Linked DNA regions of Mus musculus: region 2 is linked to region 1. A link is a contact called in public Hi-C data. All regions are on one chromosome and are shown on one strand. Each heading gives the region's core, a stretch centred on a gene start, on an enhancer-like site or on the middle of the called end of the contact. The rest is flanking DNA. Distances are from core to core; before and after follow the strand shown.

Evidence for each region. A called contact is a pair of places that touch in the nucleus more often than the background predicts.
Region 2: a contact with region 1 is called in a Hi-C map of uterus, with 2.7 times the contacts expected there. The contact joins the enhancer-like site here to the promoter of Plekhh1 in region 1. A contact is called at or near these places in 1 of 39 promoter capture datasets (hippocampal neurons), 17 of 484 Hi-C or Micro-C datasets (the G1E-ER4 cell line, adipose-derived mesenchymal stem cells, cerebral cortex and 7 more), 1 of 115 datasets of contacts at active chromatin or transcription factors (astrocytes) and 3 of 9 other capture datasets (adipose tissue, liver and pancreatic islet).

What each region holds. Positions count from the first base shown.
Region 1 is chr12:79,027,230-79,030,603 of GRCm38.p6, forward strand. Plekhh1 (pleckstrin homology domain containing, family H (with MyTH4 domain) member 1) reads left to right here and starts at 1,934. Exons shown (of 29, transcript NM_181073.3): 1 at 1,934-2,191.
Region 2 is chr12:79,251,724-79,255,542 of GRCm38.p6, forward strand. Zfyve26 (zinc finger, FYVE domain containing 26) reads right to left here. Exons shown (of 42, transcript NM_001008550.1): 29 at 3,507-3,643; 30 at 426-457. Among named protein-coding and RNA genes, the nearest start is that of Zfyve26, 43 kb to the right of the region's middle. Within about 2 kb of position 1,763, at least 41 of the 459 cell types and tissues checked have an H3K27ac peak or open chromatin away from gene starts, as enhancers often do. A contact at or near this core is called in adipose tissue and uterus, where this site is marked.

The DNA of each region.
Region 1 (3,374 bases), core at 684-3,183:
AGCAGTTAGCTGATTTGGCCTCAGCCATTTAAAGTATCTCACCCTTAGGAATTGATAAGAGGCCATTTGTCAATGGCCTCTGCTCATGTTCCATTGCTGCTAATAGGAGAACTCTGCCACCACCAAGGATCCAAATTGGTCCAGACTGAATTTTATCCTCACCTCCCAAAGGTACCCTAAGGTATCCTTGAAGCCAAGGCACATGGTGACATTCTTCTCACCTCTGGAGCTCTATCCTTCAGTGTCTGGTCACTAGTAACAACAAGCTAACCATCTAAAATTCAACTATTTGTTATTACAAATGTAAGGTTTTTAATACATCACACTTAGCGTCAACAAATTAATAATGTCAAGAATAAAAAGCAAGCTGGGTGTGGTGGCATACATCATTAGTCCTGGCATTCTGGAGGTAGAGGCCAACAGACCTCTGTGAGTTCAAGGCCAGGCTGATCTACAAGGTGGGTTACAGATCAGCCAGGGAGATACTTGCTGTGATCCTATCTCAAGGGGGGCGGGGAGGGAGTGAAAAGAAGGGCTGCTTAATTAGCATTAAAAGGTGTTTGTAGCCGGGCGTGGTGGCGCACGCCTTTAATCCCAGCACTTGGGAGGCAGAGGCAGGCGGATTTCTGAGTTCGAGGCCAGCCTGGTCTACAAAGTGAGTTCCAGGACAGCCAGGGCTACACAGAGAAACCCTGTCTCAAAAAAAATAAATAAATAAATAAATTAATTAATTAAAAAAAAAGGTGTTTGTAAATACATATATATATGGATATAGACAGATGCATATAAATACATATATGAATATGCATATACATAATATATATAATGACAATAGTTGCATTTGGGTAGGGGTGATCTGCCAAAAACGGATAAAGTCTTAGTGTCCACTATTAGCCCTCTGAATTTGAAATTCATATCATGCTCAAGATTGCCTATTCAAAGTGTATGGAAGTGTCACCCCTTCACAAAACCCAGAGGTCTTGCCTATAAAGTCACTTGGAGTCCCACCCACCCAATTTAACTGCCTTCCTTAGTTCCTGAGCTTTCAAAACCGTGCATGAGAATGCCTAAGGAGGTTTGCTCCGTGGGCAATTCCCCTCTCCCTTCCCACCCCCAGATTCAGATTTAAACCTGGGGTGGGGCTGGGGATTTTTCTCGGTGAGTGCTTGGAGTGAATATTCTAGGCCCCGGGGTGTTTTGTTTCTGTTCAGTTTATGGAATTGGGAAAGGCAGCTTTTGTTTTCCCCTCCCCTCCCCTCCCCTCCCCTTTTCTTTCCTTCCTTCCTTCCTTCCTTCCTTCCTTCCTTCCTTCCTTCCTTCCTTCCTTCCTTCCTTCCTTTCTTTCTTTCTTTCTTTCTTTCTTTCTTTCTTTCTTTCTTTCTTTCATTCATTTTGTGTGCTGGGAATTAAACCCAGGACCTCCTTCATGAGTTCCGCCGCCCACTTAGAAGAAGCTCCTTCCTAACTACATTTCATTTGCATCTTCCTCAGCCCCATCCCCTAACCAAACATCTAGTCCCCTAACCAAACATCTAGTGTCCCACTCCCTCTGGGTGTATAATTGTTATTGTGTGAGTTAGGTATTGCAAACCAGGGCTCCTTGCCCTTCTGGCTCCCTGGCTGTCGCCTTTAAAATAAGCAAGACAAACACAAACAAACAGGTTCTCCTAGAGCTGTAGTGACTCGCTCCCCCTTCTCTCTCTCTCAACTCCAAATCAGTTGTGCAGACTGCTCGCTCCCAGTAACCAGGTGGGACTTTCCTACAGGTGGCTAGACACTCGCTGGGACCTCCTTCCGCGGAGGGAGGGTCCAGTCTGGTGAGCATCCCGCCGGGGATCCCACGCTGTCTGGGGGTCGCAGCGCGCAGCCAGCCCTCCAGGCGGCCCCGGCCGCGCCCCGCGGTGGGAGGCTGCGGCTGCTGAGGTCATTTCCTGTGCCTGGCCGCGAGCTGCCCGCCGAGCGAGCGCGGTGCGGACACAGCCGGCGCGGCGCTGCTCCCAGCGCTGGGGCGGGCTTTGTGCGGAGCTCCGGGGACCTTCCAGGCTCCGACCTCGGCCCGCCACGCCCACCGCGACCCCTGCAGCGGGGGAGCGGAGACCCGGGGGCCTCTCCGCACTCGGGGAGAGCCACTGTGGGGCAGAGGCGCGCGTGGCGGTCGGGGTCGCGGCGGGACTCCCGGCAGCTCACTCAGGTGAGCCGGGCGGGTCGGGGAGGGCCGGGGGGTGTGCCGCTGGGAGAGGGCGTCCGGCGGGACGGACAGGGCTGACTCCTCGCGGCCGGGAGGGCAACTCTGGAGCAGGTGCCTCTCTACCTGGGAGCCGTGGGACGGGCGCAGGCAACCAGGAGCTCCAGGACACCCGCACTGGGAGGCGGTGACTGCCCCTCCCGCAGTAGGTCCTGCTCTTTGGGACCGGCTTGATCCAGTTGCTCCTGGGAAGGCCCCGGGATGTACGTGCAGGCTTCCTTCCAACCCGGTGCTCTCCGCTCAACCCTTCCGCTCCTCTCAGCAGCTTGTCCTAGGTTGCTTGTTAATGTGATTGCTGGATGTCTCTCCTAGGAGTCCTAGGAGTCAAGCTGAACTCATACTGACGGCGTCCTGCCAAGCAGAAAAGAACACAGGTTGGACTCTGAGTGACATCAGGGGCTTTGTGTCCTAGCAATCTTAGGAATACGTCTCCCACGGAGGGTGGCAGAGGTAGCGAGACCCTGTGGAAATAGAATGTTCTCCCTGTTGCTCCTTCAGCATACTTCCTCCCTGTCAGGATCTTCAATCAGCTTCTACTGTAAATCCGCCTCATAAAACTTACTGACATTGACAAACTCCGGGTTCCAGGAGAATGCTCGAAAGATCGTTATTTGAAATAAGTAACCCTTCCCCCCACCCCCAATGTAGTAGCTATCAATCCTCAGCACCAGACTTTCTGGACTGTCTTGTTCAGGACACTGTGCGGTGCAAATAGTCGCCACTCAGTTCAACAATCCATTCACCTTTCTCTGTGAAGGAGGAAACTGGGACTCAGAAAACTTGTGTCTTGCCCAAGGTTATAGTGAAAGACTGTAAAGGTCACGTAGAGACAGGACTCAAACGTAAGCCTTCTAGATTCCACATGTGATACTGTCCTTTGCCTTCCCCTAGCTGCCTAAGGGACCTACTCAGAGCTGTTTTGTGATATTGTTAACCCTGTGGTCCCAAACTTAGGGAAATGAACAATTAGCCTAAACCAGTGTGCTGCCCTTCTGACTGAATCGGTCATCAGCAGTAGAGAGAACTGTGTTCCTCTCAATCCACTCTTAATGGTGTATTCTTTTTCTTTTTTCTCTTTTTTAAATTTCTTTTCTCTGTTTGTCTCTTTCTCCTTCCCCCACCTTTCTTT
Region 2 (3,819 bases), core at 513-3,012, 220 kb after region 1:
TTTGTAACATGACCGTGATGCTTCACACAAGAAACCCTGAAAGACGTGGTTCATCCACTGGAAACTAAGCTGCTGTGGAAAGGCACTGGCTAAACTGCTGACAGTCATCTCCCAAGGGAAGGACAAAGCACTGGACAGAGGACAAAGGACAATGGAGGAGGGAGCTGGGGTAGTGGTGGATAATGTCACCTACTAAAAGCTAAAAGCCAAAGTCCTTTGTTGATGGCCTTCCCAGTGCTAGGAGCTAATGGGCCTAGATACCGGTTCTAGTGAAAGTTCTCTACATGTCAAGGGATGTCAAGGAGACAGGTTGATAGAAAATCCATGATGTTCCATTCCTGAACCAAGTGGTTTGAGTTGCCCCACGGTCATCAGCTGCAGCTGGTGCACTGACAACAGAGACACAGGAACAAGATCAGGCTTACCTTCTGACTGGCATGGGCTCTCCTCTGGTGTACTAGAAACAGAGAGAAACAAAAGGCCTCAGCCACTGCTTCTTAGTGAGTGAAAAATGACATTTGTTCGAGTAGTCATTGATCAGTGTGACAGTTTGAGTGACAATGGCCCCATAGGTTCAGGGGACTGACACTGTTGGGAGGTGTGGCCTTGATGGAGTAGGTGTGGTGGTGTTGGAGGAACTGTGTCACTGGGAGTAGGTTTTGGGGTTTCAGAAGTGCAAGCCAGGCCTAGTGTGTCTTAGTCTCTTCCTGCTGCCTGAGGATCAGGATGTGGAACTCTGAGTTCCTTCTCCAGCACCATGCTTGCCTGGATGCTGCCATGTTTCTTGCCACGATAACAGACTACACTTCTAAACTGTAAGCCAGTCCCAGTAAAATGTTTTCCTTTATAAGAGTTGCCATGGTCATGGTGTCTCTTCACAGCAATAAGGCTGGAACTAAGACAATTAGAGAATTAATCACACATAACTTTTTCTCTTCCTCTTACAATGCTTTGTCCCTTTTATCTCTTGTATATCTGTTTAAGTGTCCCCACCTCTCTCTGTGTCTGAAGGAGACCCTCATAATTTTTCACTGTAATAACTTGGCCATGATTCTGCAATAACTTTCCTTAACTCTGACCACCTAGCATCTTCTTGTGCCTGTAGCAAGATTTCAGAAATTCAAATCTGGTCACATTGTGCTCCTGCTTAAGAATTCCTCAGGTCGGGCAGTTGTGGTGCACGTCTTTAATCATTTGGGAGGCAGAGGCAGGTGGATTTCTGAGTTTGAGGCCAGCCTGGTCTACAGAGTGAGTTCCAGGACAGCCAGGGCTACACAGAGAAACCCTGTCTTGAAAAACCAAAAAAGGGGCTGGTGAGCTGGCTCAGCGGTTAAGAGCACTGACTGCTCTTCCAAAGGTCCTGAGTTCAAATCTCAGTGACCACATGGTGGCTCACAACCATCTGTAACAAAAATCTGATGTCTGGAGTGTCTGAAGACAGCTACAGTGTGCACACATATAATAAACAAACAAACAAACAAATAAATAAATCTTAAAAAAAAAAAAGGATTCCTCAGAAGCTGCTCAGGTCGAAAGTTTTCCTCATTTGTGGTTCAGAAGAAAGGCTTCTGAGCTCTGGCATGACCACTTCTTTAGTTGTTTCCTGTTATGCATGACCTGTCCCCAGGCTGAGCTCTGGCATGACCACTTCTTTAGTTGTTTCCTGTTATGCATGACCTGTCCCCAGGCTGAGCTCTGGCATGACCACTTCTTTAGTTATTTCCTGTTATGCATGACCTGTCCCCAGGATGTAAGGGACATTGCGCTACCATCAGTTCTGGTCAAGGGGCAAGTTTACAATGTGTATAAGGAACATGCTGACCCACTACAGTCCATGGCCCCAGAAAGCAGGCCAATGTCTCGTGCCAGTAAGTCTTCTGCACCGGGCTGTCTGCGTCAAGTCCAGGGTCCACTGATCAGAGCCCCAGCCCCGCATCTACCTACACACAGCTCCTCAAATGGTTAACGTTTCCTCCTGCCTCTGCTTTTGCTGTGCTACCTCTGGGAATAACTTTTCTTTTCCGTTTTGTTCTTTTTCAGGTCTCTTTTTTACCAAACTCCTCATTCTCTAAGATTCATCTCCTGGGGTCACCTCCAGGCTATTCTCTCAACTCCCTGGGCTAATCTGTGTGTTCTGTCACCACTGTACTCAGCCAGTGACCTTGTGGTGGGTTTATTGGCTGTCTTCCTAGTAGAATGGGGTTCCCTTAGGGTAATGCAGCTATTGTAGAGTGACTGCTGGAAAAGGACTCCCCATTAACACTTAAAACCCCATCAGGGCGGTGGTGGCACACACCTTTAATCCCAGCACTCGGGAGGCAGAGGCAGGCGGATTTCTGAGTTCGAGGCCAGCCTGGTCTACAGAGTGAGTTCCAGGACAGCCAGGGCTACACAGAGAAACCCTGTCTCAGAAAAAAACAAAAAACAAAAACAAAAACAAACCCAACCCAGCAGGATGGTGTTTGGGTAATCACTGTCCTACTCCTGCCGGGGCAGGCAGGGAGTGGTGGGTTAGGGTCTCAGGAACTCTTCAATGCACATGACATGCCTTCATCCCTGTGCAGTCAATAATTACAGCAAATAAGGACCAAAAATGCTATTGAGTAGAATATAAAATCTAGCTAAGTCTGCTAAATAAAATAAAACCTGAGACTCTAAAGTAATTTTGCTTTTGCATAGCTGATTTTCTCCAGGTGCCCTAAGAACCTTACACTTCACACTCTCAATGAAAAGCAGTAGGAAAAAAAAATCTAAGTCACCATGACTCAAAACATCTTCTTCATCCTCTGCCTTGCTAGAGGGAGGGGCAGTTGCCAAAATTTATCTGGAGGTTAGCCATGTGCAGGAGAGTGTAAGGGCTTGTTTGTGAGTAACAAGCCAAGATGACTACCCAGTATAGAGCTAGAGCAAATGAGCCCACACATTCAGCAGATATGGACATGTCGTTCTGAATCCAGCTGGAGCAACATGAACCACAAGTACTTGGCCAGGTAACAGGAGAGATGACAAGGTGAGATGGTGACATAAGTATGTGGAAGGGCTGAGGTCCAAAGTGTCTTTTTGTGTGTGTGTGTGTGTGTGGTTTTTTTGAGACAGGGTTTCTCTGTGTAGCCCTGGCTGTCCTGGAACTCACTCTGTAGGCCAGGCTGGCCTCAAACTCAGAAATCCACCTGCCTGTGCCTCCCGATCCCGAGTGCTGGGATTAAAGGTGTGTGCCACCACACCTGGCCAAAGTGTCTTGATTTCGGGAAAAAAAAACTAAAAAAAAAAACAAAAACCCAAAAACCAAAAAACCAAAAAACCCCAGCCTGTGAGAGCTCTGAACACTCCCTTCTCATTCATACTTCCCATCTTCAAAGTGTCTCTGACAAAGTCACTCATTCTATAAGCATTTCACAATACAATTGATGACACAGCAGTGTACATCTCTGTGGTGTAATACAGTGTAATACTGACGGAACAGTGAGGACCCTGGGGAGGCGTCAGACGTAATGCAGGACACTCACTCTTTGTTGTAGTAACTGTAGCACTGGTCACAGACGCGGGTGGGGTTTTCTCTGAAGCCTTCCACCACCATTTTCTTAGTGGAGCAGGAACCGCACACTAGGCGCCCACAGCGGCGACAGTGATGACGCCTATTGAACTGAGGTAGAAGAGATGGCAAGAGATGAAAGTGAGACTGTCACTCATATGTGTGTATATATATATACATATATATATATATATATGTATATATATATACATATACATATATACATATATACATATATATGTATGTATGTATATATATATGTGTGTGTGTGCATATATATATATATA